Linked DNA regions of Gossypium arboreum: region 2 is linked to region 1. Evidence: chromatin contacts called from public Hi-C data. All regions are on one chromosome and are shown on one strand. Each heading gives the region's core, a stretch centred on a gene start, on an enhancer-like site or on the middle of the called end of the contact. The rest is flanking DNA. Distances are from core to core; before and after follow the strand shown. Region 1 holds the start of LOC108467433 (spermine synthase-like). Region 2 holds the start of LOC108462622 (probable protein phosphatase 2C 76).

Region 1 (6,779 bases), core at 1,662-4,161:
AATGTGGTAAATGTCTACTAAGTTGCATTTTTAGATATAAATTAAAATGAAAAGAAAACAAGAAGAGATGCTAAATAAAATACCTCTATAACCATCCTATCTATTTCACATATATCAATGTGGTCAACAGAGCTGTGCCGAGAAATCTCTGCAAGAACCCCACCATCACCACCTCCCACAACCAGAACCTGTATTCAGTATCTAGGTAAAGTTAACACAAAACCACTTTGAAGCTAAAGTAAAATCTTTCTAGAAGTCTGGAACTAAGGTCAGATAAATAAGGGTTTTGATAAAAGCGGAAATTTGTCAGCCTAATCAGGGTTCAAGCACTTTAAATAAGCCAAATAGCTTAGGGGATGTATCTCGTGATTTTCTTGACAGAAAAGACTATAACCATCTAACTGCCTTTCTAGCACAAAACTTCATACAGATTGCATGATTATGCAGTACTAAAGAAAAAAAATTCAAATCCCAACTTAAGAAATTGAAGAAAAGCAAGTTCGATAAGTCCAACAATATAAATGGTACTAGCAAAGATAAAAGGGAAACTACCGACTTCCACATGGAGTGAAAAACAATTCTATGCTTAGATAAGATGAGATTACAGTTTTGGGAGATGGAATTGAGCAAAGGGGAAGATGAGTTATCATCTCCTGATATGCACATTCATCCTTCTCAGTCAGCTGAACTATACCATCAAGAACAAGCACTTTCCCATAGCTTGATGACTGCAGAGGAAGTATATCATTAGCAAGAATGTGCATAACAAGCAGTCAGTTAAAAAATAAATAACGCAAAGGGGACAGAAAGACAGGAACTAGAGGTAAACAATTACGGAAATCATAAAGTAGAGTTAAAAATACCAAACCTCAAAAACGAGAACCTCTTGATAGTCTGACCTTGCTTTGTACAAAATGCTTTCAACTTTCAGAGAATGTGCTTCTCCTGCAACAAAAATTTGAAAGATTGTCAGTATCAGTAAAGGTTATGATATGATCTAATGCATGAAAGGCTGCCCCTAGTTCAACTCGAGGCTCCTAACTAAGCTCTCATTTCAAAGAATAAGTTAACTTGATAAAGTTATCAAAAGTCCAGTGGAACCCTAGCATTGTGAGAAAGTTCAGAATTGTCACTAATTACCTTTTATCAGATTTCTTCTGTTATGATTTAATATATATTAAATCAATTATTACATGGCATCGAGAAGATAAAAAATATTTTTAAAATCAAAACATAAATAAATTAAAGAGGAACTTTAAAGCTCACCGGGCCACATAGGATTGTTGAAGTAAACCATTTTACCGGCCTTATCTACAAGTGAGGATAAAAGACTCAAACCATGAAATTCTGGCAAATAGTGAAAAAGAGCAGGAAAGAAAAGAATTCAAAGATGATGACCAGAAGAAGACTGAGATTCTGAGAACCACCCAGAAACAACGGTAGAATGGCATTTAGCCTCAAGCTCAGCGGCTGAAGCCCTAGCCTTCAAGCAACAAGAAGGGATAGCCTTCTGTGAACTATTCCCATTATTCCCCTTCCCATCCATAATCTTCTGGCATTCCAAACCTCTTCCTGCGTCTTCCCCCATAGATTATCTTTTTCCTCTTCGGCTCCAGCCTCTACATGTCAAAACCAATTCATAAGTTCCCTGCTTATAGAAACAGAACTAACATATGCATGCATGAGCAGATTAAATCTTTTTTTCAAAAAAAAAATACATTTTAAAAAGTTTTTTTTATCACTGAAAGAAAGTTTGTTGTAGAATGTTCAAGATGAAAAAAGCACCAGCTTTCTTGTACATCTAGCAGTATGTTCATACATTATTTATCATTTTTTAAAAATATAACAAGCCTCAAAGAGGAAAAAGATTAATAAAAGAAAAAGCAGAGGAAAGGAGTGTGAAATAGCAGAAGACTTTTGAAGTAGAATTTCCTGGCCAATAACGCTTTTTAATATAACAATTCAAAGCTATCATCAACATTGAAAGCTGTATAAAAATTTATCACAGAGGATTTTTATATTGATTATGATGAGAAAATTATATTATACAATTCAAAGCTATGATCAATATTGAAAGCTGTATAAATAAAAGGAATAGGAACAAACATAAATGCCGCTTCTAGAAGATCAAAGTAAGATGAAAAAAAAACAAGCTAATTTCCACTAAGTTAGGTAATAGAAATGAAAATTTCAAATCCAACTTAGAACTTACAGTTAGCAATAAACTTTCTTTAAATAACAATTACAGCAACTTTAACCTCAGGTTTTTCGCTTTTATTACAGAAATAAACGGATTTTTTGAAATATATATAAAGGGAAAAACCAACGCAAAGCTCCAATTCTTTCCCGTGAAATTTTCTGAGTTGAAGAATTAGGGTTTAGAAAAGCGAATTCAAAAGCAACGACTCTCCTAAAACCGATAATAAACGTCCGCTTTTTGAATGAAATGAAATAAATAAACAAAAAATAAAAAGCAAAATGTCAGAACTAACACAACGGCAGTGATAATATTAAACAATAAAAAAGAAAGCCAATGAAAAATAAAGAAAAATATTAAAAGGAAGAAGAAAATCACGCCTGGTGTTAATGTAACTCTGAACAATCTGGAAAGTCTCAAATATCGAGCGTGGATGGGAAAGAAGAAGAAGGGAAAAAAAGATGTATCGAAAATCTATTTGTGGCAGCTTTGTTTTGATGAAAATGGCATTTCCGAGCCCTTGTTTATATAACCACGCGCAGCGCAAGATTAATGAAATCTTTGAACTTGCCTACTTTATTCAAAAACAGTATTACTTTTTTCTTCAATGACTGGTACACCCTTATAGAGAATATTAGAACGGGTCGAAAATAAATAAAAAATAGGAAAGCAATTGCCATAAATAAGATTCTTTTTCTAAAGGAGGCACAGCGTGGGAGTAGGAAAAGAATATTGCATATCTTATATTCCAACTTCGTATACCAAAAAATTTGGTATACCACCAATGGTATAAATTAAGTAAACTAAATTAGAAGTTCGTATATCAAGATTTGTTTGGATAGTGAATAGAGTTTTGGTCTACCATTTATATGCTATGAATTTAAACTTTGTAAACCAATATTATATTTGATAAAATGATAAAAAATAATAGCAAGTTCAAAATAATGTTGATTAATATAACCACAAAATAAAATGGTTTATTTATATTATATATAATGTTTATGGCTGAATTTGATATCCATTAGATTGCACATTAAATTAATTAAAAGTTGGGAAAAATAAAATTATTATAAAAATTTCAACTAGACAAATTCAATTTTTGATATACTATTTGCAACACTTTATATCTGATTCGAAAGACAATTGAATATACGATGCTACATTAATAACAAGACAATTTGATTAAACTCACTTACATACAATGCAATTAAATTACGTTTATAAAAATGTCATGTGTCATTAATAATTAAACAAAGTCTCAATAAAAACAATCTTTAGAACAAAATTCCAGCTCAAAACATCAAAAACAAGGGATAAGTGCTGAAATCTAGTCTTTATGGACCGATACATGTATCAGAAATTTAAAACAATTTTGGTTCCAAAGTCCATGTATCGATACAAAGACACAATGTACCAATATATGCAGACATGGATCAATACTTAAAGCCATGTACTAATATTTAAGTATAAAGTCCAGATGCCTAAACTTAGCCTAAAAAATATGTAGAAATTTGACAATTTAAGTTATACAAATAACATCGCAAACATATCAAAAATTGAAAAAACATATATAATAACCATTAATGAACATTTGACATATCAAATAAGTTCAAAACACCATAATTCTCACTCACTAACACAACAAAACAAAATTAGGCTATTTAAGTAAAATTTATGCATAAAAACAATCCACATAATATTGAATTAAATTCCAAAATTTAAATAAAATCTTAAACACAGCATCAACAAACCAAACATATACCAAGAAACCAAATTCAACATAGTAATTTGATATATAATCATTTTAAAAAAATGCACTTAAAAAGTCCTATGCATTTCGACGGGGTTTTTTACTATAATAATATTTAAAAAAATGAAAATAGACTGCCTTCAAGATATTTTACCAAAATGGTATACTTCAAGTGATGGAGGGTGGTGCATAGGCGGCACCACACTGAATTTTCTGACAAACACAGTTAAAAAAAATATTAAATAATGGGTAGAAAACAGTGAAAAAATAATAATAATAAAATAATGGATCGAGGGCATCTCATAAGCAGGATCGGTTGTGGGATAGCCATAGGCGGCACCAATGGTGGGCCTGTCAAAGGCAGCACCAGTGGTGCCTTTTTGACAGGCATCACCGGATACGAACCCGCCCCACAAACTACTTTGGTCAAGCTTACCAAGCCGAGCATTGCACTGTTGGCAAGTTGATCCTAGCTCATTTCCAGCTCTCCGAGCTCCGTCCAGCTCAATTCAGCTTGTTACCGATTTAATTTCGTTTTGATGCAAGCTCATTGAGCTCGATTCGAAATTATTTAATTTCATGCATTTTAATTTGCTGAAATAATTAAGTTGGTTTATTTAGTTAGCTTAAAATAATTAGCTCATTTTAATTTGTTAAATCAATACATAATTAAATAAAGTTTTTAATGTGTCTTAGTTTAGGACATGAATTTAATATGTCAAGTTTAAGACAAATTAATTAGCTGCTGCTATTTATTTGTCTAAACCGAATCTAATGGTTGTCCTAGCATTAAAACGTGGGTCATAAATATGTCCTTGTTTAGACATGTTATTAATGTGTTTTGTGATTAAAACCATGAATTTAAATTGTCTCAACTTTGCTACAGGTTTAATGTGTCGAATTTAATGTGTTTAACATGAATTAATTTGCTTCATTAAATTGGTTTTAGGCACATGAATGAATCAGCATTAAAGAAGCCAAATTCAATGACTGTTGGACCTTGGGACGAATTTAATGAGCTACTGGTTTAATGTCTTGCTGAATTTAATTCATGTTGCTACTTTGTCCAGCCGAATTTATGGTGCATGATGGCTGACCGAATTAAAGAGGTGTTGGAGCAAGCATGGGACGAATTTAAGGACTTGTCCAGCATGCAAGGGGTGTCCATTAAAGAGGCTGTTTGTGGCAAGCATGTATGGCCGAATTAATTGTTGTTTACTTGATGCATTAATTTGTTGTAAGTTCATGGCAAGAAACGAATTTAATGTGCAGAATTTAAGTGGGTGTTTTGTGCATGACCAAGACATGTTCATGGACAGCATTTATTAAAGTGTTTCCCATGGATGGACGACTTAAATGAGTTGCTGAATTTTCCTTCTTCCCATATGCCTTTTCGTGGAGACCAATGGACATATGTTGGTTGATATTTTCTAAGTGACCATTCGGCCAAAAAGCATGCATGAAGGCTTCCATTCATCCTCTTTTTAGCCGAATCTAGACATGGCTGTCAAGCTTCCATGCTTCACATTCATTCAGTCGAATTGCTTCTTCACAAAACATGCCCATTGGCGTTCCAAGTAGTTGAATTTAGACTTAGTCACTTAATGATTGTCTTCTAGTTTATTCTAGGATTTTCTAGCCGAATTTTACTTATTCTTTAAGCATTGTTCTATATCTATCCGGCTACCCCAAAAACTAGGCTATAAATAGTTGTTTACTTTCATTTGTAAAGGTTGTTGAACTTTTATCATTGTTTCTTATTAATAAAACTATTTGGTGAGATACTTTTCTCCCTAATTTCATTGAAGACTTGTTGGCTTATCTAGGAAGCCTAGTGGCATCAACCTATTTTCTTTTATCCCGAACTCATCACTATTTATAGTGTGGCATTCAAAACTATACCAAGGTTCCTACTTTGCTAAGTAGTGGGTCGAGGTTTACCTTCTTTCATTTAATCACCTTAAAAGGCTATAAGCAATTGGGTCAATACTCTTTAGTATTGGTTCGTGCTTGCTTTTGAGTTCCTTCTTTCCATTCTTCCTTTAATATTCATATTTTAAACCTTACCTTTGAACCCCTTGAATAGCTTCCGCATTATTTACTTAAAAAAAACATCCTTTTGAACAAACCGAACAATACTTTTTCATAGACGATCGGCATTTCACATACGACTCGACTCATCCCCGAGGCGGATCGTATCATCACCCTTCCAGTATATCTCCACCCTGCTCCCCCATTCGGCTCCTACCAGATTGGAAAATAAAAATTACAGAAGAAGATAGGGAGAATAGAAGAGAAGAAAGAAAAGAAAAGGTAATTTTTTTATTGTGATTTTTAAATAGAATAGATTATGATAAGAAAAAATTATTTTGTTAGTATTATATAGTTTGTTTAGTGTTATTTTTATGTTTTGTTTTAAAAGTTATTTTGTTTATTGTGATATGTTAGTAATTTTTGTGTTTAGATTAATTATGTGTTTATTGTGAATGTTATGTTTTAAATTTTTTCAATATATTTGAAAGTTTTTATGTTAGTAAAACTATTATAAAGTAATTGTTAATTAGTGATAACAATGAAAATATTTTTGTTATACATATTGTTAGAAATGGCAACATATTTGGTATTACCTGATGAGATAATAACTTTAGCAGAAAGGGAGAAAGTTGATAAGATGATGAGAGAAGTGCAAGATTACAGAATGAAATCAGAAGAAGACATTGTTCAACACCTTATTACCATAAATCGAAAGATGCAAAAAGTGTTGTGGAAGGGTCATTAAATGATTAGAAACAATAAAGTGCAATACTTAACCCTTTGAGGGACATTAATAGA
Region 2 (6,779 bases), core at 2,897-5,396, 570 kb after region 1:
TCTATTTTACAATTAATACCCTTTTATTTTCTAAAATTACACAATTACCTCAAACTTATAATTTTTACAATTTAGTCGTTTAACCATAAATTCATCAAATTAACCATTTTTTTTCTCAATTCAATATTTATCCAAATATACTAGGCCCTCAACAGCCCCTAATAAATATCAAATTCAATATCAAACCCTAATATTTTGACATTTTCATAATTTAATCCTAAAATCAAATTTTAACAAAAATCACTTTACAAAATCATCAAATAACAAAACCAAATCTCCCAATACATGGTATTTATCAAGAACATTCAATATTCATTAATGGAAACTTACAAAAATTTTAATAGAATTGAAAACAGGGATACGGGCTAGCTGGACCTAGTTGCAACGATCTCAAAAATATAAAAATTACAATAAACGGAATTAAAACGAAAGTAAACGGACTTACATGCAAGCTTCCAATGCTAGTCAAATGTAAAGATTCAAAAATGGTGGAAATAGACTAGGTTTTTCGGCAAGAAGATGAAAAAATGATGATTTTGAATTTTGTTTTATTAAATTTTAGTTTATTTATTAAATTACTTAATTATCCCTTAATTAAAACCTTTTAAAACACCATTTAAAACCATTTATGGTCCATTAATAATCATATGGGATAATTATTATTTAAGTCTCTTTTATTTCATAAATAAGCTATTAAATCTATGCCATTCAAGATTTACTAAATTTTTGCACCATTTTCAATTTAGTCATTTTCTTTTAATTAACTATCTAAACGTTAATATTTTCAAACCAAATTTTAATATGATTTTAATAACTCTAAAAATATTCTAAAAATAATAATTATGAGCTGACACGACAGAAATTTGTGGTCCCGAAATCACTGTTCCGTCACCACTAAAAATTAGGCTGTTACAACAAATTTCATGATAAAAATAATAAAAGAAGTCATCTTCATATACCATACATAATAACATAGGTTTAATAAATGCTAGAAAATCTTTTAATAAATGAAAATAAAATTTTAAACTATTATTTCTTTAACCAAACCCCATTCAATATGACTTATATCAAATGGTTAATGATTAAAATTAAATTTTATTGTAGGAAATTTTTCATCTAAATAATTTGTAAAAACATAAGCTTGCTAAAAATATTTGGAAAAGGCTTTTTGAAAATAAGTTTACTGGTTACAAATAGTTCCATCAAGTTTAGGAAATATTTATGAAGGTAGGATAATTCTAGTAGAAAGTGATTGCCTAAAGGTTTTAATAGTTTAATTGAAGACATCAAAATACATGGGAATTCTGGAACTGAACAGAATTGTCAACTGATTCATTAAATTTAGATGAAATTGAAGAAATGAATATGGACAATATCCTCTATTTTTTTTGTCAAGTTTCTTGGATATTATCCGGATTCAATTCTTCAATTTCATCTAAATTTAATGAACCGATTGACAATTCAGGTGAGTTCTAGCTTTCCCATGTATTTTTAATATCTTCAATTATATGGGATGAGAAATCATCAATCTCCATTTCAGCTATGTTTTTTAGTAGTTGAATGGATTCTTCATTTATCTTTTCTTGATTATTTCCAGTATCATATGTCATTATTCTTCGACCATCAGTCCAAAATTTATAAGTTTTTTGTTGAAGTAGATTATGGGCTTTGGTGATTAGATCAATTCCTTCTTGGAATTGATAATAAATAGGATTATTATAACATTTGTCAACATATTTTGCCAAGTGCTCTTTAATTTTCTCATTTAACTATACCAATAAGACTGCAAATTTCAAGATGAAAATAATAAAAGAAGTCATCTTCATATTTCATACGTAATGACGAAGATTTAATAAATGTTGGAAAATCTTTTAATAAATGAATAGAAAAATTTTGAATTATTTTTTCTTGAACAAAACCCCATTCAATATGACTTATATCAAATGGTTCATGATCAAGCCTAAATTTTATAGTAGGGATTTTTTTGTCTAAATAATTTGTAAAAACATAAGTTTGTGACAAATGTTTAGGAAAGGCTTTTTGAAACTGAGCTTGTTGATTGCAAATAGCTCTATCAATTTTAGAAAATATTTTTGTAGGTAGGATAATTCTAGGCTTATTATATAAACATAATTTAAATATTTTATTTATAATAGGATTAGTTGTTCCTTGTTAATAAAATACTGAGATATATAAAAAGATTATTTATCTTCTTAATATCTAAAAACTAATTTCTAGTTCTTCCCAATAACAATATAAAATAGATTTTAACAATAAATCATGAGCTTCTTATTCTTTAGTTGTTTTTCAACTAAGTATTGTTAAATAGTAAGAGCTCTTCTAATATTTACTCTTTGCTTAGTAATATGGGCTTTTCAATATTTCATTAATAAGATTATATAATTCTAAGGGTAAACATGGATTATAAAAATATTTTATTTATTGTATTTGTTGTAGTTTCAATAAATTTTCTATCACACAAAAATTTTCTACCCCTCGAATAATTTCAACATAATAGCTTGGTATATTGAATTTGGATCTTGGGACCATGGTAGTTGACTTATCGATTGTGGTGTAATTGATAATTCAGTTGAAATTGCAACTGGTTGTCTTATTATCCTTGATTAGGATATTTTGATTTTAAGGTAATCCCTTTGTTGGGCTTTTTATTAATTGTAGGCTATTCACCAACTTTTTTAAGAGTTGTTTACTTCTATCTATAAGGCCTGCTAAGATAGTCAATAATAATATTGTGTGTCTTTAAAATGTAAAACCTTAAAATTAAAAGTACATAATTTAATATACCATCTAATTCTTCTTGGTTCAGTTTCTAAACTTTTGTTAGTTAGAAAATATTTAACTATCTCGATTATCGCTTTTATGACAAAATTTTCAGGTGTTAAATATATAAGAAATTTTTCATTCCTTTCTTTATAGCTAATAATTATTTTTCAAATATGACATAATTAATTTCATTTGGTTTAAATTTTCCTAACTAGATCCAGATATTAATTCTTCATTATTTATGGTTTTAGCTTTTAAAATACATTTCAAATAATTTTGTGATTCATTTGTTTCCAAAATTAATTTATCTCATTGTTTAAGAATGAACTTTTGGAATCAATGATTTGATTTTAAATTTTATAATTTCGAGTTTTCTTTAAATAAAGTAAAGGGTTTATCCGCTTTTAGTTTTTCATATAACATACATATTTTAATATTTAAATGCTTTCTATGTAATTCTAGAGTATATGAAAATATAAAAAAATCATCTATACAAACTACACATAATTTCTTATATTTATTAAAGAATTCATCCATCTTTGGAATATTTGTGGTGCATTATATAATCCAAATAGCATTACTTTCCATTGGTAATGTCCATTAGGTGCACTAAAAACTGTTAAAGGTTTAGATTTTTTGTTAGCATGATTTGCCAAAATCTTGATTTATAGTCAAACTTATTTAAGTATTTTGCTTGTTTTCCTAATTAATTAATACATCTTTTATTGAATAAAATAACCATAAAAAATAATATTTTGACTTAATTTTTATAATTAATGACCATCCTAATTTTACCTCTTTTTATTTCGCATGATTTCTAACCATAAATGTTAGATGAATGTAGACTATTAGTTTTTTATATTAATCATTTTTCTAATAATTCCTTAATCTTTATATCAAATTCTTCTATATCTTATTTAGTATAGATTATAGATTTTCCTCTAATAAATTTATTGGAATTTTTCAATTTAATACTACAAAATTTAGGACTATTTTGCCATAATTTTAACAGTTCTTTACTAAAATTATTATCTAATATATTAGCGATGAATGACTTATTCCTAGTTGTTTAATTTTTTATTTTTAGTGATGAAATTTTTTGTCACGTACACATTTATAATTTTCTACTAATGATATTTTTATAATTTTTTTACACATAACATAATTATTAAAATTTTATCAATATAAAATGGTAAGTGTTGATATATAAAATTATTATTAAAGTAAATATGTATTTAACATATGCATGACGTTTATACACTTCAACATCGTTGAAATTTGACTTTTATATTCGAACAAATTGTTTTTCTATGGTATTATTTGCTTATTTTATTTTATATTTTAGCTGTTAAAAACAAACAAAAAAGGTAAATCACCAAACCACATACCAAGGTTCGGTATACCACTAGTATTTTGTAGTAGTAGTAATTTAGAAATTAGAGCGCAAATTCTAAGCGCAAGCAAGCGCAACCAGAAGATCAGGCTCCCAAAATAGAAGTGGATGCATGAAGAGTGCCACGTTGCCACTTCTCCTCCTCGGTGCCAACCGACAATATCTCTACTGCTTTCTTCAAATCTCCTCTCTCCTTCCTATTCACTTTTCTCCCTATAGGGTTTTTACATTCTCTTCTCTTCTCATACCAGTTTTCCTGTTCCAGAGAAAACTCCACGCTACGCTGTCCGTCCCTACTCATCTCCATTTCTGATTGGCATCCTCCACGTCTTCCAACCTGGATCCCATCCGGTTCTTTTATCCGGAGTTATCGACCAGAGGTCCCTTTTTCTTTTCTTTTTTGTTGTCCCGCTTAAATTTAATCGATAATGCTGCCTTTTTCTTTCTTTCTTTCTCTTTCTTTTTTTAAAAAAAAAAATTCCCTCTGTGTTGTTTGATTTATCAGCTCAAACAATGAGGCTATTGCTTTGAAATGTAAAAGTAAGATTTTGATTCCTCTCGGATTTTCATTTTCTTTCTACCTATGCTGATTTAACTTATATCTGTAAATGGAATCTCAGCTTACTGATGCTAATTCTTGCTACTTATGGACAGAATAGGCAATGCATGTACTCGTGTTGTCTTTTTATATTTTTCATGATGATATTATATATTTATATATAAATTTTGATACCTTAATTTATTGTGTTATATAACTTTTAATGCATTTTTATTTTTGTATTATATTCCTATTATTTTTGTGGCGTTCTAGTGTTTTTTTCCCCCTGTATCGTAATGTATTGTGCTATGATAATCGGACTTGGCGTTGAGAGTCGGATACCATATGTGTCAAACACGGAAATGTTATTTGCCAAGTTTTTGTATGTACTTGGGAGGATCTTCGGATGATCATATTTTCATATCCATATCCTATTATGCGTTAAACATGGTGACATACACAAGTACTTAAACAAAATGAAGAGTCTGAGCAGCCTAGGTTTTCTGTAATCGTGTAATGTATTTGGTCTAAAGTTATCAAGTCACTTTTGAATAATAAACATGTTCATAAATATATTGCTAGTATATTCAAATCTAGTGTGTAATAATGAATTTTTCTTGGAAGCTATTTAACCTATGCAAATTGTAAGAGTTCATTTTGTGTTAGTTGATTTATGAACGGGGAACCATTGTATTTTGTACAAAATATAAAATTCCAATTTAAAGCACTTTGATTTTGTAGCCAGACTGATATTTGTTACCCAGCATTGTTTTGTTGTTGTGGGTTTGAAGATCTGGCAATTAAGGCCATAAGTGGAGAATTTTAGATGGTATGCAGCAGTTATCCAAGGAGTGTGATTGTTTAAAGGATAAGATTTACCGTTATTTACAGGTTCTGTTAAATATTATTTAGTTAACATTTTAGTAGTTTTGCATTTAATATATTACTTGTACTGGATTCAAGAGAAAATAATCGTTGATTACATTTAACTTTCTATAAATATCGCTTATCCAATGTCACTATACGTTGATTAACATTTTTCCTTCTTCTAACTGGGCATATAGGAAAAATATTAACCTCGAAAAGGGTGCTTTTATAAGATTTTTGAAGGAGTTTATATGCCTGTGCTGGATTAACGTTTTCGTGAAGCTGTGAATTTTGGGTGGGTGCAAGGATGATGGTTGATTCAGGTGCATCAACAAATCAGGGTCCCATTGTTGATATGATATCCGAGAAAGATGGTGATGGCGGATATGTTACTGGAGGGTGGAAAAGGTAAATATCTGAGTTCCACTTGTTTTAAATAGTTGTTTTTACTTTTTATCATATAGATACAAATCTCATGATTCATTTTTTAAAAATGATTTTTTTTCTGAATAAATGTTGCTAGCAGTTTACTGTATGCTGGTTTAATTATTTGGTCAGATATGAAAATTTCTTTCCATATTTGGTTCAATTAATGTGTTTCCCAATGATTGAAAGCTACATATTGTGTTGCTACTGTCAGTTACTGATTATTTATGCAATCTGAGAAATTTAACAATGTCAATTTTACATGTGTTGATATTAGTACTCTCATAAATTCACTTAGTCTCATAATGGAATAAGTGAAAATGGGTTTTTTAGTAAATTCCTTTTCATCAGTTTGTCTTTACTTTCATACCCTGGTTCCCTAATATGAGGGAATAGAAGGAAATATTGTTTTATTTCTTTGCAAGACTTGTAATATCATTGTTAATATTAATTTTATTCTCTTTGTAATTTCTTTTACTTCCCAAAATCAGCACTGTCGCAAGTTTTCTCCTCTTCAAGTTCCTTACATAAACAATGCATCTTACTTGAATTTATACATTTTGAATGTATCATCATTTTTCATGCATGAATTTCATTTTATTTGTTGATTTAGATGTTAAAGAGACATTCAAATACTTTCTAGTTGTTATCTGTAATTTTGTACAAGTGATGCAATTAGCTAACATTAGATTTAAAATCACACTTACACGGTTGGTTTCTTGTCTGATTTGGCAGTGAAGATGGAAAATTAAGCTATGGCTATTCAAGTTT

What was found. Hi-C and Micro-C count contacts between places; a contact is called where the count stands out from the background.
Region 2: a Hi-C map of leaf shows a contact between it and region 1, with 3 times the contacts expected there. The contact joins the promoter of LOC108462622 here to the promoter of LOC108467433 in region 1. A contact is called at or near these places in 2 of 5 Hi-C or Micro-C datasets (both in leaf).

Annotation. Positions count from the first base shown.
Region 1 is chr8:74,327,420-74,334,198 of ASM2569848v2, forward strand. It overlaps LOC108467433 (spermine synthase-like), which reads right to left and starts at 2,912. Exons shown (of 11, transcript XM_053017960.1): 1 at 2,578-2,912; 2 at 1,399-1,619; 3 at 1,267-1,311; 4 at 869-945; 5 at 606-728; 6 at 84-188. The coding sequence starts at 1,588.
Region 2 is chr8:74,897,410-74,904,188 of ASM2569848v2, forward strand. LOC108462622 (probable protein phosphatase 2C 76) reads left to right here and starts at 4,147. Exons shown (of 10, transcript XM_053018441.1): 1 at 4,147-4,323; 2 at 4,443-4,717; 3 at 5,780-5,990; 4 at 6,744-6,779. The coding sequence starts at 5,890.